Regions from separate parts of the Sus scrofa genome. Here all the other regions are linked to region 1. The links are chromatin contacts, called in public HiChIP or PLAC-seq maps. All regions are on one chromosome and are shown on one strand. The core of a region is the stretch at or near the end of the contact, and the rest is flanking DNA. Distances in the headings are between cores, read along the strand shown. Region 1 overlaps WDR89 (WD repeat-containing protein 89). Region 2 overlaps SYNE2 (nesprin-2). Region 3 overlaps PPP2R5E (protein phosphatase 2 regulatory subunit B'epsilon).

Region 1 (4,173 bases), core at 15-2,514:
GAGTTGGGAGTGGTACTCATGACTGCCCCATCAAGCCATCTCAGGTCTGGAAGTGAGCTTGACATTGGAGCTTTTTGGCATAGGAACATGCCTGGTTGGTAAGTACCTTTTTTTCCCCCTATCTAGAACCTCTAAACATCCATGATATGTATCAATGAGATTTTTTTAAAAAAACTTTTTGTTTTAGAAAAATGTTAGTTTTCTAGAAAGTTGCAAAGGTAGTATAAAGTTTCCATATTTCTGTATACCCTTTACCCAGCTTCCCAGATTTTCATATAACCATGATACATTTGTCAAAACCAAAATTAACTAGGAGTTCCCATAGTGGCACTATGGGATTGGTGGCATCTCTGCAGCACCAGGACACAGGTATGATCCCCAGCCTGGCACAGTGGGTTAAAAGATCTGGTGTTTCTGTAGCTGTGGCTTAGGTCGAAGCTGAAGCTCAGATCTGATCCCTGGCCCAGGAACTCCATATGCCATGGGTCAGCCGAAAAGAAAGAAAGAAAAAAAAACACTGCATTTAGTCATCACATGTCTAGCCTCCTCTAATCTGTGACAGTCTCTCAGACTTTTCTTGTTTTTCTTGACTTTAAAATTTGAAAGGTACTAGCTAGGTACCTATAATTGTCCCTTAATTTGGGTTTGACATTTTCTCAAGATTAGGCTGGAATTATTATTATTATTATTTATTTTTTTTTTTTTTTTGTCTTTTTGCTATTTCTTGGACCACTCCCGCGGCATATGGAGGTTCCCAGGCTAGGGGTCGAATCGGACCTGTAGTCTCCGGCCTACGCCAGAGCCACAGCAAAGCGGGATCTGAGCCGCGTCTGCAACCTACACCACAGCTCACGGCAATGCCAGATCGTTAACCCACTGAGCAAGGGCAGGGACCGAACCCGCAACCTCATGGTTCCTAGTCGGATTCGTTAACCACTGCGCCACGACGGGAACTCCTGGAATTATTATTTTTGAGAAGACTGCCACTGAAGTAAACTTTCTCCTCACATCACGTGGGGGGCAAGTGATATCAACATGACTTACCTCCATTGGTATTAACCTTGATCAGTTAGTTGAGTAAAGTGCTATCTTCTGGCTTTCTCTAGTTGAAGCTACTGTCTTTTATTCTTCTCCTACTTTCTGTTTTGTTTTGTTTGGGGTTTTTTTTGGCATGCAGAAGTTCCCAGACCAGGAACTGATCCTGTGCTACAGCAATGATAATGCACGATCCTTGACTCACTAGGCCACCAGGGAGCTCCCTACTCTCTTCTTTGGAAGCAAGTAATAATACGTCCAGCCTGTGCTCAAGGGAAGTGGGCTTGAGCGCCACCTTCTGGACAGAGTCATATCTGCTTATGTTAACTGGAATTTTTCTGTAAGCAAATTCCGTCCCTTTTCCTCATTCGTTTACTTATTTAGTCATTTATTTTTTATCAGTATAGATTCATGGGTGTTTATTTTTATTTTTTGGGTTATAATCCAATGTTATGTAGTTGCTCAAATTAGTCTACAGTGACCAGTGGGAGATCTTGTGTCTTTTTTTTTAAAGTACTTCTTTACATTTGAACACTGTTTGATGCTCTAGGCCTGTCTTATGTTTTCCCTGTCCCAAACCTGGATTCAGTCCATTTGTCCAAGGAAATCAAAGAGGTTTTTTTCTCTTTTTATGGCTACACTGCAGCATATGGAAGTTCCCAGGCTGGGTGTCTAATCAGAACTGCAGCTGCCGGCCTACACCACAGCCATGGTAACACTGGATCTGAGCTGCATCTGCAACCTATGATGCAGCTGGCAGTAACACAGGATACTTAACCCACTTAAGCAAGGCGAGGAATTGAACACAAATCCTCTCAGACACTATGTTAGTTTCTTAACCTGCTGAGTTACAGTGGGAACTCCCAAAGAGGTGGGGTTTTTTTGTTTCCTTTTTAGGGCTGCACCCTCGGTGTATGGAGTTTCCCAAGCAAGGGGTGGAATTGGAGCTGTAGCCACTGGCCTATGTCACAGCCACAGAAGCACAGGATCCGAGCCGTGTCTGCCATCTACACTACAGCTCACAGCAATACCAGATCCTTAACCCATTGAGCAAAGCCAGGGATCGAACGTCCAACCTCATGGTTCCTAGTTGGATTCGTTTTTTCTGTGCCACGACAAGAACTCCCCAAAAGAGTATTTTTAATGGGGTAGATCTTAAGCCTTTCTGATTGGTACCTAACTGAAAGGTAAAAATCTTGAAGAATTCACTAAGAACTTAAGTTTGACTTAAGTGAAACTATGTCATCTTCTAAAACATATTGAAGTTCATTTGCTCTTTAGAAATATATTTTTCATTATAAAATGATGATAGGACAGTGGTTTATTCAGAATTGAGAGTTATTGGTTTGATATTTGTGTTCATGAAATTTTGCATATTGATTCATTTTTTAAATACTTTTAATATAAAAGTAACTGCTTTCATTTTATAAAAAGCTGTAGAGTGATAGTTTTTAAAATGTGAATGAGAAATGAAATAAGGCAAATTAATAAGGAAATTAATTAATAAGGAAATTAATATTTGTTGCTTTTTTCTTTATGCCAAGAATTGCACCCATACACATGTCTGCTCTGTTCCTGTGATTACCTCTGCCCTTGTACCATTACCCTATATTGTAATTATTTACTGGTCTTTCTCCCAGCTTCTTGAAGATAGCAGATATGTTTCTCATCTGAATCTCCAGCATGTAGCATAGTATTTGGCTATAAAGGCACTCAATATCAAGTATGGCCATTTTTTTTTTTTTTCTTTTTCGGGCCATACCCATGGCATATGGAGGTTCCCAGGCTAGGTGTTGAATTGGAGCTGTAACTGCCGGCCTACCCCACAGCCACAGCAACTGCAAGGGACCCAGGCCACATCTGCGACTTACACCACAGCTCACAGCAGCACTGGATCTTTAACCCACTGAGTGAGGCCAGGGATCTAACCTGTGTCCTCAGGGTACTAGCCAGATTTGTTTCCTCTGAGCCACGACGGGAACTCCCAAATATGACCATTTCTGTTCCCATTTTAAAGATGAGGAAGCTGAGGCTTAGAGAAGTTAGGTTAATTTGTACAAGAATTACTTAGCTAGTTTGTGGTAGAACAAGGGTTTGAAATTAAGATGTTTGGTTCTTAAACATACTGCTTTTTTCATTGTACTACTCTGACAGTTTATCGATAAGATGCAAATACTTCTCTGCATTATTTCCAAATTAACAACCTGTTAAGAGTATTCATAAGGAACTGGTAACATTTGTTGCTTCCTGGGAGAGGCAAGAGTCTTGAGGACAGAAATGTTCTAAGACATTAGTTTTGGAAGCTGTTGAATTTTGAACCATGGAACTATTTTATTTATTTATTTATTTATCTGTTGTCTTTTTGCCTTTTCTAGGGCCGCTCCCATGGCATATGGAGATTCCCAGGCTAGGGGTCGAATCTGAGCTGTAGCCACCTGCTTATGCCAGAGCCACAGGAACACAGGATCCACGCAGTGTCTGCGACCTACACCACAGCTCACAACACCGGATCCTTAACCCACTGAGTAAGGCCAGGGGTCGAACCTGGAACCTCATGGTTCCTAGTCAAATTCGTTAACCACTGAGCCATGACGGGAATTCCTGGAACTACTTTACAGGAGTTCCCGTTGTGGCTCAACTGGTTAAGGACCTGACATTGTCTCTGTGAGGATGTGGATTTGATCCCTGTCCCTGCTCAGTGGATTAAGGATCCATTGCTTCAAGCTGCAGGGTAGGTTGCAGATGTGGGTCCAACCCAGTGTGGCTGTGGGTATGGCGTAGGACTACAGTTGCAGTTCTGATTCAACCTCTGGCTGGGAACTTCCATATGCAGCAGGTGATGCAGTGAAAAGAAGGGGAAAAAAGATACGTATAGATACATTTTAAAAATACACAGAGGAGGAGTTCCCATGGTGCCTCAGTGGTTAACAAATCTGACTAGGAACCGTGAGGTTGTGGGTTCGATCCCTGGCCTTACTCAGTGGGTCAAGGATCCAGCACTGCTGTGAGCTGTGGTGTAGGTCACAGATGAAGCTCGGATCCTGCATTGCTGTCGCTCTGGCGTAGGCCGGTGGCTACAGCTCTGATTAGACCCCTAGCCTGGGAACTTCCATATGCCACAGGAGCTGCCCAAGAAAT
Region 2 (4,449 bases), core at 187-2,686, 150 kb before region 1:
TCACCACTCCTCCTTTGTGGTTATCTCCTGGATTTTTCCCTTTACTTTTCAACATCATGATAGTCCAAAAGACTAGGTTTGTTTGGAGTTCCCATTGTGGCACAGTGGTTAACGAATCCAACTAGGAATGATGAGGTTTCGAGTTCAGTCCCTGGCCTTGCTCAGCAGGTTAAGGATCTGGCGTTGCCGTGAGTGGTGGTGTAGGTTGCAGACACGACTCGGATCCCATGTTGCTGTGGCTCTGGCGTAGGCCGGCGGCTACAGCTCTGATCAGACCCGTAGCCTGGGAACCTCCATATGCCACAGGTGCAGCCCAAGAAATGGCAAAAGACAAAAAAAAAAAAAAAAAAAAAAAAGACTAGGTTTGTTTGTTTGAGTTTTAGTCACTCCATTCAGCAGTGACTAGAGATGCCCCAGGAGAAGAGCCATTAACAGAGAGTCCCCTCGTGCTGCAGCGGTAAAGGATCCCGTGTTGTCACTGCAATGGCCTGGGTTGCTGCTGTGGCACAGGTTTGATCCCTGGCCCATATTGCCATGTATGCGGCCTAAATAAATAAATAAATAAATAAGGTAAAATTGCAGCTCTAGTCCAGTGACCTTCCTCTCTGAGAAGGATGACTTCTCTCTAGTTTCTAGCAGCTTTTGATTACTTTCCAGTGCTTCCAAGTGAGTATTAATTATATTTTATCTAGGGTTGGGAACTGTTGTCTGTGAAAGGGTCGGCCCAAACTTGAACATTACCATTACCAGAACAGGAATATGCATAACCAAAAATTATAATGATTTGTAAGTCAAGTATATGCCAATAAAATTTATTTTAATAATTATAATTATTTTCTTTGAGTCTTTAAAATTTGAGGTCTTGAGATGAAATATACCAATGTATATGACTATTATTAGCAGAAGATATTAACCATACTTAGACATGTTTCCATTAATAATGATTCGCTCTCTGGGAATTAGTAGGAAATATAGTTTCTCATGAGTTTTGTTCTAAAATGCAAGACTGTCCTCTGTTCTGACAAAGTACTCTGTCACAGCAGGCAAGCACAAATTATTTCAGCTGTGAGTCATCCTCCTCATCATAACTTCATGATGAAGCTTACTTATTTTCTCCCTTTGCTAGGTAAAGGAGAATTTCTCACTCCCTTCTAGAATAGCTCCATTATTATTAGTTTTATATACTGGGCTACCATTCACAATTTTGCTTAAAGAAAGTGTGCCACTGACAGTCTCTATAATTCAATAAGTTAATATATTTTAGTTTTCATGACTATGGAAGAGTGGTATAATTGTTGGCATAGCAATTCCTACTCCTCAAGTTTCTGTTGTGGCTCAGCAGATTAAGAATCTGACTAGTGTCCCTGAGGATGTGGGTTCCATCTCTGGCCTTGCTCAGTGGGTTAAAGGATCCAGTGTTGCCATGAGTCATGGTGTAGATAGCAGACATGGCTTGGATCTGGCGTTGCTGTGGTATAGGCCGACAGCTGCAGCTCTGATTCAACCCCTAGCCTGGTAACTTTCATATGCCAAGGGTGTGGCCCTAATAAGACAAAAAAAAAGAGAAGAAATTCCTACTTCTAAACCATCTCCTTCAAACTACTGCCTACTTGATAGTAGGTGAAATCACTTACTAAAAACAACTCCTCTGATTTTTCTATTTTAACTTATCAAAGATCCATAATGCAATCCCTATACTGGCAATTATTTTTCCATCAATATTACTAGTCCATCCTATCTGGCATTTTCATGATAGTAATCAAACTAAAAGACAAAATGGAGATTGGTGCTGAGAAGTGTGTACTGTTCATAGCAAATGTTCCGTAAGTTTAAAGGCATGTATGCAGCTGTTTTAACTGAACTAAGATCTTCCTAATAATTCATAGCTGTAATCGTACCAACTTTCTAGCATCAGACACATTTACAAAAGATTATCATTGCCTAAATGTTATGCAGTTTCATTTCTTTAAGTTTCAGAATTATCACCTGGATGTTCCTATTTATCAGAAAGGTGGGAATCTTCATCTTAATTGTAATAAGAACTCATTAATCATCTGCTATCATCTTAATCAAGAGGAATAAATATTGTAATAAGCATTCACTTAAAGCCTCCAGTGAACTAAGACGCTGTTTATTTTTTATTTTATTTTTGTCTTTTGTCCTTTCAGTGCCGCACCCTTGGCACATGGAGAGTCCCAGGCTAGGGGTTGAATTGGAGCTGTAGCTGCTGGCCTACACCAGAGACATAGCAACATGGGATCCGAGCCTCATCTGCAACCTACACTACAGCTCACAGCAACGCTGGATCCTCAACCCACTGAGCAAGGCCAGGGATCAAATCCGTAACCTCATGGTTCCTAGTCAGATTCATTAACCACTGAGCCACAACGGGAACTCCTAAGATGCTGTTTAAATGAAAAACAACACACTGAAAGAAATCAGAGGATTCCCTCCTCGTTGGAGTGCTTACTAATTTACTGAATGTATGCTGAAGGCTTTTTAATGATAAAGGAAAAGTATTAGATGCTCTTTTCAGTGTGTTAACTGAGAACACAATGTCTAGCCTTTGCCACACATTCGAAAGCTACTATATCACCTGATCTAAAATACTGTTAAGTTCCTCCTCCTATGTTAAAGCTTCTTGGAGACACTGGCCGTGTCACATTATTAATCTTTGTTATTCTCAGTGCCTAACATGTCGCCTTGCATCTTGACAGGTAGTCCGCAAATGTTTGTTAAGTAAATTCGTCTTTATTTAGTAAAATTTTCCATAAGCCGTTCAGGTAACAGGAAAAACACAGGACCTGAAAGTCTTTCACAGTAAGGATATTATTATTGCTGCCATTTTAATTGCTACTACTAATGCAATCATTTAAACCTACCTACCAGATTGTGCTATTTCATTGATTAAAAGTTTCTCGTCTTCAGTTTCATAAACTGTGTCATGAGGGTGAAATCTTCTTGTGCTACTTGATCATCAACTGAATGACTGTGTTACCCACAGCATGTCAGATAAATATAAAGCATTAATAACTGTACTGTGTTGTAAGAGCCCCATGAATGACCAGAACTTCACATCTTATAATCATGTTGTAAAACAAGATGTGCTCAGCTCAAAAAAAAAAAAAAAATTCTCTGTCAAGGATAATCACAATCAAGTACAGGCAAGTACATTGGTGTCTACACTATCATGTAAAACTGAAGTTGCCTTAGACCCACAGTCTTGCTGTTTACAACATGGTTTTTTTGTTTTTGGTTTTTTTTTTTTTTTTTTTTTTTTTTTTTTTTTTTTTCGTCTTTTCAGGCTGTACCCACAGCATATGGAAGTTCTCAGGCTAGGGGTGAAACTGGAGCTGCAGTTGCCAGCCTACACTACAGCCACAGCAATGCTGGATCCGAGCTGTGTCTGCGACCTATACCACAGCTCACGGCAACGCCAGATCCTTAACCCACTGAGCGAGGCCAAGGATCAAGCCCAAGTCCTCATGGATACTAGTTGGGTTGGTTAACTGCTAAGTCACTATGGGAACTCCTAGACAGCTTATTTTAAAAAGCAAAATAGTCAATGCTGAGAGTTCCTGACATGGCTCAGCAGTTAATGAACCCGACTAGTATCCATGAGGATGAGGGTTCTTTCCCTGGCCTCCTCAGTGGATTAAGGATCTGGTGTTGCCATGAGCTGCGGTGTAGGACACAGACGCAGCTCGGATCCCGCATTGCTGTGGCTGTGGAGTAGGCCAGCAGCTGCAGCTCTGATTCGACCCCTAGCCTGGGAACTTACATGTGCCATGGATGCAGTCCTAAAAAGAAAAAGAAAAAGAAAAAAAAAAAAAAAAAAAAGGTGCTGCTGGTTGGTAGCTTGATGGTGAGAAAAGTACAGTTTTTAGTATCAAAATGAATAAGCAGTAAAAATGGCAGAAACAAAGACCAAGAAGTGAGAAAACTCATGGTGCATTTCAGTATTAGTGAGTAGGTCAGTGTGGCTACAGCAAAGGCTATAGTAGAAAACAGGCAGGAAAGGTCAACTGGGATCAAATTAGGGAGGGCCTTGAATCCCCTGTTACCTAGAGTGATTGAACTTCACACGAGGGTGAATAGGAAACCTTGATGCTGTCTGAGTGGGGATCAGTTTGATGGAAACCATGTTTGGAAGGCTGGTCTCATAATGACATCACGCAGAAATCAGGAGCAAGTGGGTAATCATTCACTCTCACAGAATATAGAATTAAATAAATACTTTCTATTTTACTTTATTATTCTGAAATATATCATAAATGCAGGAGCAAAATTCAATAAGTACATACAGTTTTGTTTTTTTTTTAGGGACGCACTTATGGCATATGGAAGTTCCCTGGCTATGGGTCGAATTAGAGCTACAGCTGTGGGCCTACACCACAGCCACAGCAATGTGGGATCCGAGACCCGTCTGCAATCTACACCACAGCTCAA
Region 3 (4,106 bases), core at 1,384-3,883, 180 kb after region 1:
TGAAGTTTTGGCCCAAAACATGTAGTCAAAAAGAGGTGAGTGTTCAGTGTCAGCATCAATGTGCTTACGATAGCACTGAGATAATCAGCATGTGTAAAAATGCATCATTTCACCTAATCCTCATTGTAACTCTTTTAGGCAGGACTGTAAATATTCTCTTTTTACTATTTATGAAGTTGATATTTAGAGAGGTTAAGTAGCCTGCCCAGCTAACTAAGTATAGGTGATTAGGCCAGAACCCGCCTCCCTGATTCCTATACTCTGGGCTTTTATCCTGTGCTGCTCAGGCCTAGGTCAGCCCAAGGCAGACCCCAGTCGTGTGACCACCTTTGTAATGTGGAGCTTTTGCTGTCACTGTTGATAGATGATACAGCAGCCTGCCCAAATACCCACTTTCAAGCGTCATGATCTTACTATGTATAGTCTTAAAATGTATTACAGACCTTTAGTTTCAGTTGTTCCCAGTGGCCCTGGAAATCTCTGCTCTACAGTCATTTGTACTTTTGCCAAGACCTAACTGGCACCTGCTCCTTGAGGTGTTGGAGTGGATGTGAGTCTCTTAGCCTCACTGTACCCCAGATCTGCAGCCACTTTTCTGAGAGGTTAGAACCCATGTGGAAGATGGCCCAGAAAAAAGGTCAGCTATTAGTTTTACATTTGGGGACTATTTTAGAAGCACTTCAGTATATTTCTTAGCAAATGGCAGTATTTCTTTACTGTATTTTGCTTTTAACAGAAATACCCTCCTCAACTCAGCTTCAGTTCTCCAAAACCTCCTTTATAAAATTTCAGAAAATCATTTAATTTCTTAATACCTGTTAGATAAGATTAAACTATGTATTGCTACCCAAATGTATCTCAAGATATGAAAACATTGTCATTTTTGAATATTTTAATTGCATGCTAAATTTTTTTCTAGGTGATTATTTCTTCATGTCTAAATAGGAAAATGGTTTTTATTTCTGTCAGTTTTCCATTATGTTTAAAACAAATGACTATACTATTGATTTGGCCCCATTTTGTAATCAAAAAGCTCTGTTTTTTGAGACACGTGGTACTGAGATCACGAGATTCATTCTGCTCTGTAGTGAGCAAGTATGTACGGATGTACGTGTGTGTAAGTGTGGAGGTTGAGTACGGTGTGCTGAAGTTGGAGTGGCGCCAGTGTATGGATGAATCTGCTCGTTTGTGTCTCTCCGACTTTGCATGTATTGTTAACTCGTGTCTCCTAGAGGAGCGCCTAGCAGAGGCTGCAGATGTTTGGCAGGTATCTGCACTTGCCTCTGTGTACTTGTACATCATGTAGGAAGGCCTCTTGCCCGTTGTTTTAGAAGTGTGATGGGGGGTGGAGAGCCCCACAGGGACCCTGCTACAGCGTGTAAGTGCCCCTTGTTCTGGTGTAAGAGATGTGGCACATAGGATATTTTTTCTAAAGTAAATAGAATCACATTTTCAATACTGTAGGGAATTTGTTCTTAACAAGTGCCCTCTGGTGAATTCCTTGCAAAATGAACATTAACAAAAGTTAAATTCTGATCTCTTCATGTTTGGTTTTATGTATAAAGTTTCATTACGTTAAAATAGCTCAAAACTCTCATTAACCCTTATTGTGCATATGGATTTTTCAATCCAGTACCTGACGGTTGGTCTTTTGCATGTGCTTCCAGGTCATGTTCCTTGGGGAGCTGGAGGAGATACTGGATGTGATTGAACCATCGCAATTTGTTAAAATCCAAGAACCTTTGTTTAAACAAATTGCCAAGTGTGTTTCTAGCCCCCATTTTCAGGTTAGTAATTAAGAGGACATGAGCTAGAGTGACTTTTACCACATACATTAATTACTTTGGTAAAGTTTTATTTGTGTTGGAGTTCCCCTAATGGCGCAGTGGTTAACGAATCCGACTAGGAACCATGAGGTTGTGGGTCCAATCCCTGGCCTTGTTCAGTAGGTCGAGGATCCAGCATTGCTGTGAGCTGTGGTGTAGGTTGCAGATGCAGCTCGGATCCCGCGTGGCTGTGGCTGTGGCTGTGGCCAGCCGCTATAGCTCCAATTAGACCCCTATCCTGGGAACCTCCATATGCTTCAGGAGCAGCCCTGGAAAAGACAAAAAAAAAAAAAAAAAAAGTTTTATTTGTGTTGAAAGAAAAGTAGTGGACACTAGCTACCTGGTTTTGTTTGCTGTTTTTTCACATGATCACAATACTTTTGATAATAACCACCTTCCTCTTGAATACCTGCTACATGACAGCCCCTATCCATTAACTTGAATTCCCTTGAGCACTTGGAAAGGAGGCATTATGATGTTTATAGGTGTGAACCCTGATGCTCACAGTGGTAACATAACTTGTCTCAAGTAAAATAGCTGAATGAGAGGTGGACTGGTAGGGCCCCTCTAATGTGTAAGAGAGATGCTAACTAAGCTTAAGTGGAAAAAGAGAACATAATATTCTATACTGTGCTGGATGCTTTACATGATTTACTCCTAAACTTGTAATTATCCTCCTACCTGCCTCTCTAGAGAGAATTATGTGCTCAAGTTCCCAGTCAGCAGGAAGTGGGGAGTTAGTAGGTGCAGCTTCTTTTGAAAGCAGGTGACCTTCCTGTGGCACCACACTGCCTCCCTGTGGCCACTCTGGGGGAACAAACCTGAGCAACTCTTTTTGCAGTTGGGGCTGTTTTACCAGGGCTGAGGGACCCACACTGGGGGGAAGAGGGTGCCCTGGGGTCCACACATTAGGTTTTATACTTTGTCCACCAAAGGTCCAAATCTCAGACCTGGACAATTGCCTCTTTATGTACATACAGCCTGTGGATTTGAAGAGATTGCTCAGATTGGAGTTGACAGCACAGAACCCCATTGCTAATGTGCTGGACTTTTCCCTGAGCTGTCATTATCTTGCATAGAGACACTGGCTGTAGTCATTGTTTTCATTTTTAACCTGAAGACATCTTAGTGTGTCAAGTCAGTGATCTTAAGACAACCTTGCAATTGTATCACAAAGCCAAAAAAAAGAGTAGAAACTGTTACATGACCATTACATTCAGATGATACGCTTTAGGCATGGGTCTTAAAAAATGCAGGACACTATGTAGATGTTTTACATATTCCACATGGCCTGTGGTGCTCAAATAGCTGGGTTGTTCACCTAATTCTTCAGTCTTTATTAGGATGTTTGGTGTCATGGAGGGCAAAGAACAGGACTCTTTTTTAAAATGAGAATTGCCAGGGAGCCTTAAATGATGCTCAGAAGCTTAGAAAGGAGATGAAATGTCTGACATAGCTGGGGCTGTGTCTTAAGGCTACTGTAACAAAATACCACAGATGAGGCAGCTTACAAACAACAGCAGTTTTTTCCCCAGTTCTGGAGGCTGGTGGTCCATTTGGAAACGGTGGTGGTATGGTGGCAGCACGGCTGGCTGAGGGCTCTCTTCTGGGTCCCAGACTTCTCTTATGTCCTCACATGGTGGGAGAGGCTGGGAGCACTTAGGAGCCTCTATTCAAAGGTACTTTTTCGGCCCTGGAGGTTAGGATCCAACATAGGAGTTTTAAGGAGACACAAACATTTAGACCACATCAGGCTTCCACAAGGAAACCCTGTGTGGCTTCAACACTGCTTAATTTCTCATAGTTCTCTAGGCTGGGAGCCTGCAGTGCAAGTTTCAGTGCTCTCCGCCTCTGTGAGGGCACTTTTCTGGCTTGCACACCTTCTCCCTGGGTCCTTCCCCCGGGTCCTCACGTGGCCTCTTCATTCCTCGCTGCTGGAGGAGAGAGAAGGGCGTCTCTCTTTTCTCTTCATAGAGGGCCACCAAACCTGCCAGTCAGGTTAGGACCCTCTTCTATGACCACATTTAACCTAATGACCTCCTGTCTCCAGGTGCACTCACACAGGGGTTAGGGTGTCAACACATGGATTATGCAGGGGGTGGGGTGGGAGTGGGGACAGAGGGTGAAGATGAAGTTTAGTCCATACAAGGAGGAAAAAGAATTTTAAAATTATTTGACAGAGGTAAAACAGAACAAAAGAAGGAAGGGGAGCGAAGAGTTTCTTTATTCATTCCATGACGTGTTCTTTGGTTCATCCAGCAAATGTGACCCTGTTGTAGC

What was found. HiChIP or PLAC-seq counts read pairs in DNA pulled down with a chosen protein or histone mark.
Region 2: an H3K27ac HiChIP or PLAC-seq map of alveolar macrophages shows a contact between it and region 1. The contact joins two enhancer-like sites. A contact is called at or near these places in 2 of 47 Hi-C or Micro-C datasets (retroperitoneal adipose tissue and subcutaneous adipose tissue) and 1 of 2 datasets of contacts at active chromatin or transcription factors (alveolar macrophages).
Region 3: an H3K27ac HiChIP or PLAC-seq map of alveolar macrophages shows a contact between it and region 1. The contact joins two enhancer-like sites. A contact is called at or near these places in 12 of 47 Hi-C or Micro-C datasets (blood, embryonic fibroblasts, fibroblasts and 7 more) and 1 of 2 datasets of contacts at active chromatin or transcription factors (alveolar macrophages).

Annotation. Positions count from the first base shown.
Region 1 is chr1:194,460,322-194,464,494 of Sscrofa11.1, forward strand. The region is part of intron 1 of WDR89 (WD repeat-containing protein 89); the gene reads left to right. Among named protein-coding and RNA genes, the nearest start is that of WDR89, 23 kb to the left of the region's middle. Within about 2 kb of position 1,265, at least 3 of the 83 cell types and tissues checked have an H3K27ac peak or open chromatin away from gene starts, as enhancers often do. A contact at or near this core is called in alveolar macrophages, where this site is marked.
Region 2 is chr1:194,311,400-194,315,848 of Sscrofa11.1, forward strand. All of the region lies in intron 2 of SYNE2 (nesprin-2), which reads right to left. Among named protein-coding and RNA genes, the nearest start is that of SGPP1, 38 kb to the right of the region's middle. Within about 2 kb of position 1,437, at least 3 of the 83 cell types and tissues checked have an H3K27ac peak or open chromatin away from gene starts, as enhancers often do. A contact at or near this core is called in alveolar macrophages, where this site is marked.
Region 3 is chr1:194,639,763-194,643,868 of Sscrofa11.1, forward strand. It overlaps PPP2R5E (protein phosphatase 2 regulatory subunit B'epsilon), which reads left to right. Exons shown (of 14, transcript NM_001244062.1): 10 at 1-35; 11 at 1,668-1,787. Among named protein-coding and RNA genes, the nearest start is that of GPHB5, 95 kb to the right of the region's middle. Within about 2 kb of position 2,634, at least 4 of the 83 cell types and tissues checked have an H3K27ac peak or open chromatin away from gene starts, as enhancers often do. A contact at or near this core is called in alveolar macrophages, where this site is marked.